3 separate regions of the Mus musculus genome follow, and regions 1 and 3 are each linked to region 2. The links are chromatin contacts, called in public Hi-C maps. All regions are on one chromosome and are shown on one strand. Each heading gives the region's core, a stretch centred on a gene start, on an enhancer-like site or on the middle of the called end of the contact. The rest is flanking DNA. Distances are from core to core; before and after follow the strand shown. Region 1 overlaps Uvrag (UV radiation resistance associated gene). Region 2 overlaps Uvrag (UV radiation resistance associated gene). Region 3 has its middle 17 kb from the start of Gm33720.

The links. Hi-C and Micro-C count contacts between places; a contact is called where the count stands out from the background.
Region 1: a Hi-C map of bone marrow-derived macrophages shows a contact between it and region 2, with 29 read pairs. The contact joins two enhancer-like sites. A contact is called at or near these places in 5 of 484 Hi-C or Micro-C datasets (CD8 T cells, the G1E-ER4 cell line, bone marrow-derived macrophages and 2 more) and 1 of 9 other capture datasets (adipose tissue).
Region 3: a contact with region 2 is called in a Hi-C map of the N1E-115 cell line, with 6 times the contacts expected there. The contact joins two enhancer-like sites. A contact is called at or near these places in 13 of 484 Hi-C or Micro-C datasets (the AML12 cell line, the HL-1 cell line, the N1E-115 cell line and 8 more), 2 of 115 datasets of contacts at active chromatin or transcription factors (embryonic stem cells and extraembryonic endoderm stem cells) and 2 of 9 other capture datasets (embryonic stem cells and embryonic trunk).

What each region holds. Positions count from the first base shown.
Region 1 is chr7:99,100,423-99,103,405 of GRCm38.p6, reverse strand. All of the region lies in intron 3 of Uvrag (UV radiation resistance associated gene), which reads left to right. Among named protein-coding and RNA genes, the nearest start is that of Uvrag, 39 kb to the left of the region's middle. Within about 2 kb of position 1,480, at least 124 of the 459 cell types and tissues checked have an H3K27ac peak or open chromatin away from gene starts, as enhancers often do. A contact at or near this core is called in CD8 T cells, the G1E-ER4 cell line and bone marrow-derived macrophages, where this site is marked.
Region 2 is chr7:98,960,214-98,963,435 of GRCm38.p6, reverse strand. The region is part of intron 12 of Uvrag (UV radiation resistance associated gene); the gene reads left to right. Among named protein-coding and RNA genes, the nearest start is that of Gm33827, 85 kb to the right of the region's middle. Within about 2 kb of position 1,260, at least 100 of the 459 cell types and tissues checked have an H3K27ac peak or open chromatin away from gene starts, as enhancers often do. A contact at or near this core is called in CD8 T cells, the G1E-ER4 cell line, the N1E-115 cell line and 1 more, where this site is marked.
Region 3 is chr7:98,744,092-98,747,033 of GRCm38.p6, reverse strand. No RefSeq gene overlaps it. Among named protein-coding and RNA genes, the nearest start is that of Gm33720, 17 kb to the left of the region's middle. Within about 2 kb of position 1,618, at least 7 of the 459 cell types and tissues checked have an H3K27ac peak or open chromatin away from gene starts, as enhancers often do. A contact at or near this core is called in the N1E-115 cell line, where this site is marked.

The DNA of each region.
Region 1 (2,983 bases), core at 231-2,730, 140 kb before region 2:
CATAAGGGAGAATTATTTAACTTCTCAAGAACTCCAGGTTATTATGAAGAACATTAGTTATTATACCAAGCTGGTTTTTCAGTGGCTGCAGCACAAAGCCACACCCATAGCTCTTACCTGGAATGGTCCCTTGTGTAGCCCGTGTCCTGGGGACAGTTACCTAGGGCTGGAGATGCAGACGCTGCTTTCCTCTGAGGCTGGTCTCTGGTGCAGTATAAAACTGGTCATGGTGGTGCTTGCCTGCAGTCCTAGAACTTAGGAGGTTCAGAAGTTCAAAGTCGTCCTTGGCTGCACAGGGAGTTTGAGGCTAGCCCAGGATATATAAGACATGATTTTGTTTTTAAAGCAAGTTTTCTACCACTTCCTGCCTTTGGAGTCAACTGTAAGTTTTGACTGCCAGCTCCAACTATGACCCCATGTGTGACAGACAGGTTCTTACTGTCTCCCACGCATGAGTCCTCTGAAGAAGCAGTCACACAGGCTCTGGAGTTCTAAAATTAAGGCAAAGTGTGTACACACATTGCTAATAGGGGCCTGTAGGTCTTAAGTTAAATGCACTGGAGAAGCCTCTGCCTGTGGGGTGGGGAGGAGACAAGGGAAGCCTGGTGCTGTGAGGTGCTGGGAGAGAGAGTCAGGGACTTGGAGTTTCCCTGGAGCGGATGTGTTGTGTTCTATAAAACGAGCCAGGATCTGTTTTGTAGAGCAGGGTATGGTGAGGTGAGCCTGCCCATGCTGAGGCACCCCTTCCCCCTGAGGTCTAGAGTTTATTTGGGGGCATGGGAAGGAGGATTGAGAAGGGAGTAGTGGCAGAGAAAGACACAGAGGGAGGGGGGAAGGGACAGGAGAAGGGAGGGAGGAATACATAGAGAGAGGGGGGAGGGGAGAGAAAGAGAAACAGATCAGGAGGGAGAGAAGAGAGTCTGAGAGAGAAGGGACAGAGAGCTTAAGGAGGGGCCAAACAGCCCCTTTTATCGAAAGCCCGGCCTACCTGGCTATTGCCAGGTAACTGCTGGGCGGAGCCTAGGAGGAATGCTAACTGAATGGGCCTTAGGGCCTCACAGCTCAGAGTGCTCTTCTTTTCTAGTGATAGTTACACCAGCCTGTTTTTAAATGGCCATTTAGAAAACATGATGTACGTCAGACAGAAAGGCGGCACCATTTTCAAAGGAATCTTAACTTCTGCTTTCCACTGTAAGATTTTTTTACCTTAAGCTGATTAGAACTTCTTTAGTACAGTACCTGGAATATAATGTGCCATTGTTGTTGTTTATTTAGCAAATATCCTTGCTGTGTTCCCAGGGAACTAGTCGGGGAAGAGTGTCAGGAAGGCCCTGCAGCCTTACAAAGGGTCTGCAGGAGACCCTGACAGTTGGCAGGCGAGGCAGACATGGTCAGTGACTAGGTAACTAGGGAGTCCCCAGAGGCCGCCGCTTCCTCATTCAAAACTTGAGTTAGGTTGACAGGTTCAAAGGTCCTTGTTTTTCCTGGCATTTCTAGAATAGATAAACTAATGTTGCCTGTCACACGTTCCTTCCTCATTTGTGCTGTTCCTTCCTCATTTCCTCATTAAACTACACCGAGTACAATGCTCAGAGGAAGACTGGGGGAAGCAGAGGAGAGCAGGGGGGAGCAGGGGGGAAAAGAGGGGAGGAGGGGGAGCGGGGGAAGCAGGGGGAGCAGAGGGGAGGAGGGGGAGCAGAGGGGAGGAGGGGGAGCAGAGGGGAGCAGAGGGGAGGAGGGGGAGCAGAGGGGAATACGAGGGAGCAGAGGGGAGCAGGGGTATAAAGGGAGCAGAGAGGATTAGGGGGGTACAGTGGAGAGCAGAGGGGAAGGGGGACGGACAAACAGAGGGGAGCCTAATCTCAGGCTCCAGAGCTAGAGTTAGTCCAGAACTCTCCTACAGGATTCTCAAGTTGTAGATGAGCCGAGGACCAGTTCCTGCCTGGCTGATCTGTGAAGGTCACTGTAATCTTGTACTAGTTTTAACATTTGCTTCATGTCCGTTCTCTTAATTGTGTCTTGTTTGCATTTTACCAACCCGTTGGCAGGGATAACTGGTTTGAGGTATTTGAGCACAGTGTCTCAGCAATCACTGGCTGACCACTGAGCTCTGCAGAGAGGTTACCATTAGAAATGTGGGTTAGGATGGGTGAATGAGCATGGGTCAGCCCAGCCCACATGGGTGGAATGACAGGGAGAGTCATTTAACTTCCTCTGAAGAGAGGAGAGGGCAGTGTGCAGTAGAAAGGGCATGACTAGGCTACATGCCTGAATCCCACATCCCACAGTCCACTGTCTCAGGGTCTTCAGCTATAAAGACTGAAACCCCATTACCTGGCAAGACTTCATGAGCTTAAGCAGGGTGATACTGAGGGTGAGAGGGGTGGGGAAGCCAGGTGATGGGGGGGTGTTGGGGTATTGGGCACCTCACACAGCAGCTGCAGGTGTACTGCCTGCAAGCCTTCCTTTGTTGCCTCACACCTCTGAGTGCTTGTAATACATTCCCTTTGCCTGGCATTCCCAAGTTTAATCTGCTGAAATTCTATTTGTGCTTTCGAAGCCAAGCTCCGTGCTCTCGGGCATCCTCCCTGCTTCTTAGAGTTTATTGTTTGTTCTGTGCTGCTGCGTAACCTTTAGCATGACTCTGTCACTGGACTTTGCACTGTTCCAGTGTAATCGTTCCTGTTTGTACTGGGGATGGTACCCAGGGCCTTGCACTTGCCAGGCAGTCACTCTGCTGTCGGGCTACATCTCCAGTTTTAAATGTCAGTCCTTTGGGGGCATTGCCTATATGCTATTGCCCCGCCCATTGTTTGTGCATATTATGCATGCGTGTAGTGTGGTTTATCACCTCCCATCCCTTCCCTTCTCCTCTAGTTCCTTCTCTATGCCTGAAGAAAACGAATTCTTCCAACCCCAGCAGCTATCAATTCCCAGCTGCCTAACTCCTCAGCTTGGGGTGAAGTGTAATGAGCGCCCCCAC
Region 2 (3,222 bases), core at 11-2,510:
AGTCAGTGTAAGGTTCCTGTGGGTCCCCACAGTGGGTGCGAGAGCACCAGCCTCTCAGGCACTGACTCCAAAGGGGGCAGTCCTTTCGGAGAACCGAGGGGAAACCTACAGGCCACACTGAGATGAGGCGGGCCCAGCCACCTCTGTAAGATTAGAGCTGGGTCTGTGCCTTCCTATCAGAGCAGTGCTAACGACCCCGACCCTCTGCCTTTCTGCTTGTAGTGGGGAAGAAAGCTGCATCCCCGACTCTGAGTGCTGTGCTGTGGTGGTTTGAATAGGTATGGCCCCATAAACTCATGTGTTTAAATGCTTGTTCATAGGGAGTGGCACTGTTAGGAGGTGTGGCCTGGCTGGAGGAAGTGTGTCACTGTGGGAGCAGGGTTAGAAAGTCTCCTATTACTCAAACTACTGGCAGTGTGGCACATAGTCTCCTTCTGCTGCCTGCAGCTCAACTATCAGCTCCTTCAGGACGATGTCTGCCAGCACGCTGCCATGCTTCCCACCATGATAATAATGGACTGAACCTCTGGAACAGAGCCAGCTGCAATGAAATTTTTTTCTTTCTAACAGTTGCTCTGGCCATGGTATCTTCACAGCAGTGAAATCCTAACACGCACTGTATATCAATCACTGCAAAATACCAGGATGGTTCTCAACTGGGAGGTTCCTCACCCAGGGAGCAGCATGCTTCTAACCGAGGGCAAGGGTGCACACTGGCGCCATCTAGAGGACAGAGACCAGGCTTGCTGCCGCTATTCTAAGGACCAGGGCAGGCTCTCTGCTGTCCACAAACCACCAATTATCTGCTCCTGAGTGTCAGTGGTGTCGTGAGAAACGTTGTCGGGGAGTCAGGAGAGAGAGAGAGAGAGAGAGAGAGAGAGAGAGAGGGAGAGGGAGAGGGAGAGGGAGAGGGAGAGGGAGAGGGAGAGAGAGAGAGAGAGAGAGAGAGAGCATGCAATGGGTCAGATCAAAGAGAAAACCAAGACCAAGGTCTGTGGGACAAGAGCTGCAAAGCCGGAGAATCCATGCACTAAAGAAACAAAGATAATCGAAAGGATATGGAGGATTCTCAGAAGGAGGAGATAGCATCCATAAAACTCAGATCAAAGGTTATGAGCAAATGGAGAGCTGTGGGTGGATGACTCAAAAAGGCGGCCCTAGAAAGGAGCAATTACTGTAAAACTCAAGCAAGCTAATGGGCGGGCCAAATAGCCGCACCCACTCGTGTGCTGTGAGCCACTATGATTTGTTAATGCCGTTTCTAATATCGTCCTCTAAAACTGCTTAAATTTGAAGTCGTCCACTGCGGGGTGCTGAGCATCTATTTTCCTAATACATTATCGATGTGACCTGCCAGCAACCAAGAGCAGCTGTGGCCTGTGAGGCTGGGGTGTGTGATTAGCAAAGCCAGAGCTGCAGCAAGGGAGGTTTAGTGAACTGCAGGTCACAGCACAAGTGCTGAAGCGGAGGTAGAGGTATCGGAGAGAAAGACCGTAGCCGACGGCAGGCAAGATAAATGGCTGGGTGTGGCGGCACATGCCTGTAATCCCACCACTCTGGAGGCAGAGGCAGGAGGATTACCACAAGTTGTAGGTCAGGTTGGTCTTCATAGAAAACTCCAGGCTAGCTAGGAACAGAACAATAATGATATATGCATTAGTACAGCCCTAGGAAGTCTGGCCAGCAGTTACATCAAAGTGTATCAGGAATATGGTGCTCAAAACTAGCAGGGCATCTACATGTAATCTGAAATGTATAGGAGAGAACTCTGCTTTCTGTGTATGAGTTAATGAATGAAAATGTCAGCACTGAGCCGGGCGTGGTGGCGCACGCCTTTAATCCTAGCACTTGGGAGGCAGAGGCAGGTGGATTTCTGAGTTCGAGGCCAGCCTGGTCTACAGAGTGAGTTCCAGGACAGCCAGAGCTATACAGAGAAACCCTGTCTCAAAAAAACAAAAAAAGAAAAGAAAATGTCAGCACTGAAGTAGGAAAGGGGGGAGAGGGAGGACAAACAGTAAAGGCCATGAAGGCTCAGTCAGAAGGTACTAAGTTAATCAGATTTTAGTAGCGACAGAATCAATATGAATGTGTAGTATAAAGGGTTTGTTATAGAAACAGCCTTGTGCAGTAGTGGGAAGAGCCGGAGGAGTAGAACGTCAAAAGGGGGAGTCCGAAGACCAGAGAAACGCCCCTAACCAGCCATGATGAAAATCTGGTGCAGGTGGTCAGTTCAGGACAGGATTTGGAAAGTGAGGTACATCTGTCCAGCTGCTGAGTGGATCCCCAAATTATAGGTGGAGACCACAGAAATCTGCTGCCGTCACATCTGCTAATGGGGCAGGAGCTGCTATTTGGCCAGCCGGAGAGAGCAGTATGCAGAATGGGAGTAGAGAGAGAAGATAGAATCTCCAGGCAGCCTGTCTCTCCTACCGGGTCTAATCACCATGCCCTTCAGAATGCAATGGCTCTACTTTCCCTCCAGCCCCTGGACCTTCTGCAGCTAACTTTTGGTCAACTAGCCTGGGTCCATCTGAACATTGGTATTCTGGAATGTTTACAGCTAGCCAAGTTGACCCAGTACATGTGAATAGGCTAGTATTCTATCCTAGGGCTGACAGTTAACAGCAGTAATAACCACTCAGGAAGTTATAATTTCCCTGTGCTTCAGGGGTTCTGATCTAAATTTTTACATACGTGTATATGTGTTCATCAATTATGATGCTCATCATGAACTTGTTCTGTAAGTTAATAGTAACTACAGTTTGGCAGGATCTAATAAAACAGGAGACACAGTGTATTTCTAAGTATATCCTCTAGAGAGAAATGCATGTAATGATATTTAATGTGTCATTATTTATTTTGGTGAAAAATAGAACAAATAAAACAAGCCGAGCAGTGAACTACTAAGCGGGAGTTCCGAGGGAGGTACTCAATGGTCTCAGTAACAGCTGCTCTCAGAGCATACAGATGGAGACGTAAACCGCAGAGGGAGAGCAGCACCGCAGAGGGAGAGCAGCACTCGGCTGCTTAGTCCCACAGAAGCCCTTGTCTTAAGCTGTCTCTTGTGAGACTATGCCGGGGCCTAACAAACACAGAAGTGGATGCTCACAGTCAGCTATTGGATGGATCACAGGGCCCCCAATGGAGGAGCTAGAGAAAGTACCCAAGGAGCTCAAGGGATCTGCAACCCTATAGGTGGAAAAACATTATGAACTAACCAGT
Region 3 (2,942 bases), core at 369-2,868, 220 kb after region 2:
TCTCTGGGAACAAATGGGCAATTTGGGGTCTCAATAGATGAAGAAGAACAAAGAGACGCACACTGCATGGCGTAGCAGTAAGATTAACAATAAGGCTGGGAAGACCTCCATAGATGTGTATCCCGGTGCCCTCCGTGCACATCTCCTGGTAGGCAGCAAATGAGTCAGAGGAGCAGAAATCAGGCAGAGAGGCTATGGGGAGGGCCAAGACTGGCCCGCCTGATTTCCCACCTGTGGTGAGATGATGCTTTCTCTCTCATGCTACCTGAGGCAAGTTGGCAAGGGCACCATCCCAAGAGTTGTTCTGATTTTTCCCATCGGGAAATTAGGGAGCTCTGCTTATATATCCCACAGCTGGGCAACAGAGACCAGAGAGCCCCACCTTCCAGGGCAGGGTGGGGGTAGATAGAGGAACCCCCATCCTGAGAGCTAAGTAGTTGCCTCTCCAAGTAGCTAGGCCCCATTGGTTGCAACAAGAAGCTGTGATCAGGGCCTTGTGGGAGCCACCAGGGAAACCTCCCAGAGAGGATGACCTCATCAGATGGTGTGATGCTGGCTGGCAGCAGGTGGGCACTATGTTGGGTGGCACCAAACTGACATCTCTCTTCCCCAGCAATCCTACAATGTCCTTCTCCATAGATCCCCCTGAAGATGCTCAGTTAGAGGGAGGAGGATACACTCGAGGAGGGCTCCCAGCACGGGTTACACGCTCACCCTGGGGAGAGGATAGATTAGCTACCACTGAGACCCACGCTGCACTAAGGACACACTGACAGGCGCTCCCGAAAGGGCCCGAGTAACAGGCTTGGGAGAATGGGAAGCAGCAGAGGGGCAAGGAATCAGACCTGCCTTCTGACCTGGCTCCCTGTGGACCCTCTCTGTGCCTCCTCCTCCTGCAGATCACCCAGGGCTTCCAGGTGTGTCCAACCTTTTGATGTTGCAACATGATGCTGTCACCTATGAAGTTCACACACAAGAACTCGATGTTTTAAAGAACTTTATGGTGTTGTGTTGGGTTGCACGCAAAGCTGTCTTTGAGGTATGCACCCCACAAGCTACAGTCTGGACATACCCTTTAGCTTTAGATACTGAGGGCCACCGTCTTACACGCGTTCTCGCGACCGGCCAGGAAAGACGCAACAAACCAGAATCTTCTGCGGCAAAACTTTATTGCTTACATCTTCAGGAGCAAGAGTGCAAGCCCCAAGCCCCTTGCTTACATCTTTAGGAGCCAGAGCGCCAGAGCGCCAGAGCGCCAGAGCGCCAGAGCGCCAGAGCGCCAGAGCGCAGAGCAAGAGCTCTATTGTTTACATCTTTAGGAGCAAGAGAGCAAGCCCCCAAAGCCCAAGCCCAAAACGAAAGCGAAACCCCGTCCCTCTTAAGGAGAGTTATCCTTCGCCTAGGACGTATCACTCCCTGATTGGCTGCAGCCCATGGCCGAGTTGTAGTCACGGGGAAGGCAGAGCACATGGGGTGGAGAACTACCTTTGGCACATGCGCAGATTATTTGTTTACCACTTAGAACACAGCTGTCAGCGCCATCTTGTAACGGCGAATGTGGGGGCGGCTTCCCACAACACCGTACCTCTAGCTTCTCATAGCTCAGGACTACAGGGACACTGAACCTAGAGTCGCCATGGGAAACTCCAGACTACCAGTCTCCTAATTGGTAGCTAAAGGACCAGAGTCACATCCTGAGCTGAGGGTCCTCCTATCACTTATTCCAAGACCCAGAAGCCTGAGTCCACTCTGGCAGCCTCTACTCTCTCCTGTGCCTGTGTTGAGCTTCTCAGAAGTAAATTGCTCCAGCCTGTTGCTGTGTCCTGCCTGTTCTATGCAGGGGCAGCTAAATCACCAATTCCCTCCTTGCCTTGTGGCACCAGTCGTCTCACTGCAGGGCTTCTTGGAAAGATCTCAGACCAAGAACATCCCAGCCCCTGGACCTTGCCAGTTCCCTGGCCTCTAGCTGGCTGTAGGTCCCTTATCAGTGTCATCAATGCCCGGGTCTGCCAAGGTGCCTGCCTGCCTCTAAACAATGGGGCTCACAGAAAAGGAGAGAACCTCACTTTTTTAAAAATTATTTTTATTTCTGATTTTGTGTATGTTGGTACATGCTGGTAGTTATGTACATGTGAGTACAGGTGTTCACAGGGCTAGTCATTCCCGAGGTGAAAGCAGTCATGAGCTACTTAATGTGGGTGCTGGGAAGCCAACCTGGGTCCTCTAGGAGAACAATGTAAGTTCTTAACTGATGGGCCATCTTTCCAGCCTCAGACCTCACCTCTTGAAGGCACTCTGCTGCAGGAACCTCGGCTAGCCACCAGAGCTCCATACCATCCCTGTAAACCCCAGGATGACCCACTGAGCTCCGGATCCCTTCAGTCATGTTCCCTGGCTTTGCAGTACTTGGCAGTGTGTGGAGCCCACTTCCATCACACATTGCTTTGTGGTACCAGTGAGATCATGCTCTCCTGGGGGTGAGTCTTCATTTCAGGAAAGCCAAGACAATAATTCCATTCTGATCTCACCAGATTGCCAGAGGCTGCATGGGAACACAGGGGCACAGAGCCTGGCCGGGTAGGCGGTGTCAAGGTGTTCCTAGGACGCTGCTCATCCAACATGGCTGCGCTGAGCCCTGTGACAGTGAATGGGGGTGAACTAGATGTCAGAGCTCTGAGTGCTCTGGCAGAGGAGACAGGTAGGGCACTCAGGTACACAGTGTGTCACAGGCCGAGGAGGACCCAAGGCAGCCCCCACTAAGTCACAGGTGCTGAGCAGCAGTTTGACTGTAGGACAATGCTGTGAGCATATCAGTGATGGGGGGAGACATGGGGACAAGCATGACCAGGCCAGGGGACCTAGGCAGATTTGCATGCTAAGAGGACGTGGGTATCTGTCACGGACCCTCCTGAGAGGCTGAAAACCTATGGGTGACCTGGTCA